Regions from separate parts of the Lactuca sativa genome. Here region 2 is linked to region 1. The links are chromatin contacts, called in public Hi-C maps. All regions are on one chromosome and are shown on one strand. The core of a region is the stretch at or near the end of the contact, and the rest is flanking DNA. Distances in the headings are between cores, read along the strand shown.

The links. Hi-C and Micro-C count contacts between places; a contact is called where the count stands out from the background.
Region 2: a Hi-C map of leaf shows a contact between it and region 1, with 9 times the contacts expected there. The contact joins the promoter of LOC111883383 here to the promoter of LOC111883455 in region 1. A contact is called at or near these places in 2 of 4 Hi-C or Micro-C datasets (both in leaf).

What each region holds. Positions count from the first base shown.
Region 1 is chr2:155,347,320-155,351,065 of Lsat_Salinas_v11, reverse strand. LOC111883455 reads right to left here and starts at 2,468. Exons shown (of 10, transcript XM_023879787.3): 1 at 2,010-2,468; 2 at 1,200-1,403; 3 at 960-1,105; 4 at 601-869; 5 at 284-511; 6 at 1-192. The coding sequence starts at 2,378.
Region 2 is chr2:155,566,372-155,570,175 of Lsat_Salinas_v11, reverse strand. It overlaps LOC111883383 (nudix hydrolase 18, mitochondrial), which reads right to left and starts at 2,040. Exons shown (of 5, transcript XM_023879709.3): 1 at 1,826-2,040; 2 at 1,453-1,570; 3 at 1,278-1,361; 4 at 1,028-1,156; 5 at 194-944. The coding sequence starts at 1,899. The coding sequence ends at 828.

The DNA of each region.
Region 1 (3,746 bases), core at 1,219-3,718:
CACGTTCGCCACCTAGACTAATCCCATCTCCGATAACAACTTTCTCACCATCGTCATCTACTTCATGATCAAGAGGGCTTTTTAGTAATTCCAACACAAATACTGCTGCGACTTTTCTGTTTGTAGCATCAGAGAAATCAAGCATGGAGCCGAGTATGAGAAGTTGTCTTGCTATAAACCGATTAGCTTGTCCTAACGTAATCAGAAAGTCAGATTGTATGAATTGTGAATAATGAAATCAGGGTGTTGAAAAAGATTGTAAGTTTTATAAAAAATTTCACACCTGCAGCGATATGAGTTTTGATTAGTTCAATGTAGTCAGAAACGGATTCTGGAAGAATCTTTTCAAGAAGATCGTTGCTATCGGAAGCTTCTGATGCGTATACAGTGGCTTCAGTGCCAGTTGTCATTGCAGCATCAGACCCTTTTGATTGTGCTTCTGTTTGTAAGTGTTTGCATAAAGTTCTTAAATACAATGCAACTTCAGCATCCACTTGTTGCACATTTTGCCCTGAGATACACAAAAAAGATAACCGAATATTCATTCAAAGAAGGAAAGAAAGGTATAAAAGAAAAAGAAAATGTACACTTATGACTTACCTTCAGTTGTGTTGCTGTTTGATGATATGAATTGGTTGATAGTTTGACCACCATGTAACTTGACTAGACCAGATTTCAATAAAGCCTCCATTACAGACACCCCAATGGACTCATAAGTTTCTACATCAAGAAACTTAAGAAGCTCAATTGGGTTTCCATTGCATGACTTCATAAGCCATTCATCTTTAAGTAACTTAAGGCATTCTTTGGTGACAGCTGCAGAACGATCAGCAAGTCCCCTTTGGAGTATAATTGTCCTTTGCTTAATGCTATAGAAATCAAAGAATTGGGAGTTAAAGTAGAGTGATTTAATAAAAGAGTGTTATATGATTATAGTTTTGTAAGTGCATACAAAGTACCTGAGACTCTGAAGAGGGAATTTACTGGCTAAAACACAATAAGCAGCTTTTCTGACAGATTCATTCACATCTAATGTGCAATTGATGATTGCTGTTGATGTTGCATTAGAAGCTGGTAAGGATAGAAGTATGGTTTTGCGAACATCCTGTATAGATAGAATATGTTGGGAAAAGGAGTGTGATTAAGAGATGAAAGAATGACAAGAGTGGAATATAGAAACTAGGGCAAACAAAACTTACGTGATTCTGTTCTGAGGGTAATGTTTCGAGTAATAGTTCAAGAATGTCGCTGTTTTCTGCATCATTTGCAAAACGGGATAAAGCCCTAACAGAATAGGTGCGGATTACTGGGACTTTATCCCCCACACGAACCTTGATGCAATCGATTACTTCATCCCACAGCTCATCACTCACTTCTGCATCGTCTGGCAATCGCATTATGATCTGACAATAAAGATTCCATCGAGTGAGAAATAAATAAAGATGGAGACTAAAACAGAAATAAGTAAAGTAATAAAGTTGAACTACTCAAATTCACATAAAGTATCAATGCATATATAATTTTATTAGTCCATCCTAGTGAATAAGAACACTCACCAACAACAATTGATGTGGACATTCGAATGTCAATTGTATCTATACTCCGTTTAGTAGAAAAAGGCAATAAATACATCAACCCTTGACAAAAGTGGGCTATATATGAGTTCTAAATGTCAAAATGCAATTTTGATATGAATTCTACCACGGTACTAGCAGAAACATCATTTCATATTTCTTGAAAAAATAGAACTCATCAATTTCCAGATCAAACTTCTCTATTTGGAACTGAAAATAACTTTTTCCAGATTCTCACAGTAAAACCGGACATAAATTGATATAATGACTCCATCACCAAAATATTTTCAGCTCTAAAAGCCAATGACAGACCAATATAGTCATAGATTTTCGGTAAAATTAGCTAATAAATGCACATCCATGTATCAATTTCATAACAAGAGTAGACAAGTAACAAGCATAACTCTCAAATAACAACAGAACACAAACAAATACCTCCGAAATGATCTGACAGGCCCTAAATCTGGCAGTTCTGCTGGTAGCAGCGGTACCAGCCATGAGAAGCCGCAAAAACCGTTCAAAAAATTCATCACAGTCCTCGGAATGGTTAGGATCGCGTAGGCAGGCGAAAATAGCAACAAATTGAACTATCCGTTCGACAGAAGCGATACGGCGCTGGGTGGTGAAGATAAGGGTTAGGTTTTTAGAGAAAGCATCGAAGAATTGAGCAAGAGGAACTGAAGAACGGAGAGCAGAAAGATCTTTGAGCTTGCGGATGTGTGATGCTCGAGATGCTCGAGCGTCGTTAAAAACCTTGGCAATCTTTTGCATCAAGTGCTTCTCTTCAGAAATTTCGACGGCCATTGTAGATGCCTCTGAAAGCAAATCTGAGGAATTTTCTCTGTTTCTCTCTCTAATCTGATTTTCGAATTGAAGAGCGGGAAATGAAAAGGCTTGAAAGTTTTATTGGGCCTAAAAAATGCTTCTGAAACTGAAAGCAGCAGATCCGTGGTTTTTAAAATCGATTATGGGCCCCGTCCGAATCCAAACCTCATAACACGAGCGCTTTTCGTTTTGATTTATAAAATAGTATTACAAAATACAAATAGATCCACCAATTTGATACACAAGCAAGACATAAGTTTTTATGTATTGATATTAGAAATTTATGTTGGTGATTTTAATGTTATCAACATATTTTAGTATAAATAGATTTGCTATTGAGACAGATTGTGTTATGTTTGCTATATGATATTGGAAGTGTGTGGTGTATACTCAAAATGTTAATTATGAACTCGAGAATACGGGGTATGGAGGCAGCACCCTTGGGTACAGGGTTCCAAGGAGCAGCTACCTAGCGGGGTCTATGAATAGCCCCTCTACAGGGTCCAAGAGAGAGGAATGTTCCAAAAACAGAATCCTCTACTCTAATAAAATAGTATCGTCACATGTCATCTCCTTAACCCCACATAGATTATTTTCCCGCCTAAAACTTTTATTGTGAAATACCAAAAATACACTTTGTCCTATTAAAACCCATGCTTATGGTTTCCGGTCACGCTTGTCTTATGTAAAAGTTATATGTGATCCCACAAAATGAACAATAAATCTTCCACAAATCAAGCTAAATAGCAAGAAATCAGGAGCATAATTCTGAATGAGATCTTCTGTCGTCTTCCAATATATGAGCATAACTTTGAATCAGGTACAAACTTATTGATTTCCAAAAAACTCTTTCAATTTTTGTCTATCGGCTATGCTTTCCGATTCCCGGTTAAAAATTTTCAAATTTGAGTTTGATTATCCAAAGATTATTCCTATTTGGAGAAACAAGAATACAATGAAGCGAGCAGGTTCGATTGAAAAAGAGACGACGATCCTTACTAGTTAGGTTGGATCGAAGAAGAGACGACAAGAAACCGTTACTGGTTAGGGTTGTTGACTTAGTTTTTACGCTAATTTCATTTTTGGAGTTTGAGTGATCCATAGAACATTTGTAATATTAAACATCGGTTCTTTCATTAAGTCGTTCCTTTTATCACTTGCTTTACTATGTTTCAAAACTTGTAATCTAGGTTTCTACCACGTATTATATGTTAGAATTGACAACTTTTCTTCTAATTTGAATGTATATATCCACAGTCGGGAGTGTCAAGTGCAATTAGGGTTCTTCCATTTCCATTACAACTTCCTTTTTCAGCTTGACTATACAAATGCATCTGCAATCACAAC
Region 2 (3,804 bases), core at 791-3,290, 220 kb before region 1:
GTTTAATTATTTACGTCTTATTATTTCCGTCTTACACGCATTTACAAGAATAGGATAACAAACACAAAATCACTACTTTAATCATTAATGCATATAATCATATCATATGATTTCCTGCTCAAACGAATCAAGCCTCTTTCAATAACGACAATGAAACTCATAATTATGTCTTAAAGAAAACTTGAACTAACAATTGTCAAGCCATCTAAATTCATTGATAACATAAGTTCATATACATGGCTAACACAACTAACCCTACTTAGTTGTGCTTAATTTCTTGGAAACCTTGATTTTACAATAAGAACCAACCTACATACATCCACAGGAAACAACCAAGAAAACAATACAACATGACAACTAATTGTCTAATTCCATTTGCCATTGAAGGAACCTTTCAATTGATGATGAACCATGGTGTACACACCCATGTAAAAAAAATTCAACTGAGCAATTCCATTCCAGGGTAACAAGAATTCCCGAAAAAAGAAAAGGTTCGGAACAGTGGATTCCGTCTTGTGTCCAAGCAATTCCCGCGACTTGTGTCCCATAAAACCATAACCTCACCGGTGGCTTCAAGGCTATGAAAAAAAGGAAGAATTGAAACACAAGTTGTGGGAATTACACATTCCATTCCTGGCTTTTGATTATTTGTTTCATCTTCTTCGGTTTCTTGAACTGCAAGTGCTTGTGATTATAACCAAAAGCTTTTTCACCTTCGATTAAGTCCATCTTTTGATCAAAAAGTGCAATCTTTAATCTTTAATCACTTTAAAGCACTTCATCTTCAATTATCTTTCTATTTACAAATTTAAGTCAGGGTGCTTTAATCAATAACTCAAATCCTCCATCTTGAGTGGAGTTGACTTGAGTCTTGTCACTAGCATGTCTAGTGCTTCTTTCATCCAAACATATGGGCATTGTTCTTTAACTTTAGATACACTCACCTATATAATAATTAAGAGATTTGTTAGCGAAAGCTTTTGTAATTGAATCAAAAGTTGAAATCTTTTTGAGTTTTAAAACATACCCAATATCTTTGGCGTATGTCTTTCTCAGGCCATAGATCGAGTTGTTCCTTCACAAGTAAAGGGAACATGTGCCCTTCATACAATGCATCATTGCCTTTGCTCTTGAAGCACCATTTACCCAATTCACTCTACAAGAAATTCAAAAGAAGAAGATTGATTTTAAGTTGCTTGATCATTGAGGGGTTATTGACTTATTTCATGTATTTTGATACATTATTGACATGAGAAATTATGAAGAAAAGAACAAACCTCAACAGTTCCTAATACTCCGGCTTCTTCCATTGTTTCTCTTCGGGCAGCATCTTGGATCGATTCATCCAATTCCCAACCTCCCTGTTAAAGAGTTGACCATTTGTTAGTGATATGTAATTCGAGAAGAAAGATTCATATGAAAAGAATTTAAGATCGAAAATTAATAATTTACCTTAGGGAACAACACTCCTTTGCCTTTTCTTTGAGTACTTATCACAAGCACCTCGAGTGCATCTTCTATATTCTTGCTTGATGCTTTCATACCACCTTTCAATCTGTAAGGTATGCATCTGCACAACGTTTACCACATAAATTATTAGAAAATAATTTCCGTTATTGAAAAACAAGTAACAAATTTGTTAAAGGAGATTAAGATCAGCACTCCGGATTTCAAACAACTTGGGTTATAACGTAAAAATCCCCAAAATTGATGTTTCACCCGATTATGAAATTAGGTAAAACCCATCTCGAATTATAAATGTTTTGATCCACCCATAACAGATAACCTAAATTGAAGACGAATAGATTCAAGAACAGAGACTAACCCAACAACAATACGTTGACCTTTGTTGTAACGCTGCAACTGCCGACCACTGCGAGCAACCAATATACCCACCATCTTTTTTCTTTTCAAATTCTTCTTGGAAATCAAAAGATCTAAACACAACGCGATGCCAGAGAACAAAAACTGAATTAAAAATCTCTGTTGAAGCACTAAAATAAGATCTTAGTTAGTTGAGATTGAAGTTGAAGAAATGAGAGAGCTAGAGGAACCCATATATAGATCAGGCACACTTTGTGTCACGGAAGAGAGGTCGAAGGAGGGGCCACATATGGGACCTTGATGCTTATTTTGTAAAAGGGTAAAAATGGAAATAATATTAAATGTGATGCTGACTGACACGAGCCAGTGTATATTTACCGGCTTACCTAATGTTTCCAGCTCAGCATTACCGGCTTCCCATTTATCATAATACTATACTAGAGATAATGACAAAATTGCCCTTGTAAGATAGTTGTCAACTTCTAGTTAACTTTTAGTTAACCGGCTTGCATGAACCAAATGTTGTCTCTTAATCAAAAATTATGTATCTCAAATATTGTCTCTATTGTTAACTATTCATCTTTTCATGATTGCTTTATAAGTTTATAGATTTTTATTGCATTTTAGTTTGTATAAGTCTATAGTAATATTTAACATTATACATAACTCTACGCCCTTGCATTATAATGTTTTTTTAATATCTAATGTTGATACTTATATTCTTCGTATCATAATGTTTTTGTGTAGCACATGGTGCAAAGGAGGATTTATAATTGGCAGTTGACATGGTTTGTCATTTGAAGAGTGTATTATGAGGTTCATGTACTAGTACACATAAGTTTATGGAAATAGTGGTGTATTCATATTTAGAATAGAAATGTGAAGATACTGGGTTGACTTCACTTTCGTGCTTCTTGGTTGAAACTTGATAAATGCTAATTTGGTTTTTTTTGATGATTTTGGTTTTTATTTGGGAACTTTGTAACTCTAAGAATTAAGAAAATGATGTTGGTCCTTGTGATATACATTGTTACAACTCTTTCACCTTTGTCTTATCAAAGCAAAGATCTTTGTCATTTTTTAAAGGTTGGCTTGCTTTGATAACTGTAATGACCAAAAAATCAAGGGTAAAAATTTCATTTTTAGTATAGCTAAAACATTGATACCCTTTATTCTAAACAATTCAAATCATCATTAAGTAAAACATTTATCAGAGTTCATCCCAAAATCATTCACTGCGGAAGTCATAGGTGTGTGCACTGCGATCAATCCGAACCCTTCCTTTCCAAAACAATGATACCTGAAACCATAAACAAAACCTGTAAGCACGAAGCTTAGTGAGTTTCCCAGAGCATACCATACACACAAAACACATATCACATATAATGATGCAATACCAGCTACCTGTATCACATTTCCTACTAGCTATAAAAGCTACATATAATACATAAGTCATGCATACAAAAACCTGTAAGGATGTCGTGGGCTCCCCCCAGGATCTTACACCATTGTGTCATGGGATACCCCACATGGTCTTAACCTGAGAATGCCATGGGCTACCCCACATGGTCTTATATCTAATTGCCACGGGCTCCCCCCCCCCCCCCCGGGGGGATCTTCCATGCAAGTATCACAAAGACAACTAGCATAACATATATCACATAAACATATCATATATCACAAAAATATCTACACATAACACAAATAAACCTGTAAGGATGTCGTGGGCTCCCCCAGGGTCTTACACCATTGTGACATGGGCTACCCCACATGGTCTTTACCTAGGAATGCCATGGGCTACCCCACATGGTTTTACATCCAATGCCACGGGCTCCCCCCCCCCCCCCCGGGTCTTCCATGCAATAATACACAATCACATAGCGTATCAAATCACAAAATGACTAACACATGTACCATTATCACATAATGCGCCGACCTTGGTGTCTTAGACCCATGGGTATGGTGAGAAGACTCACCTCG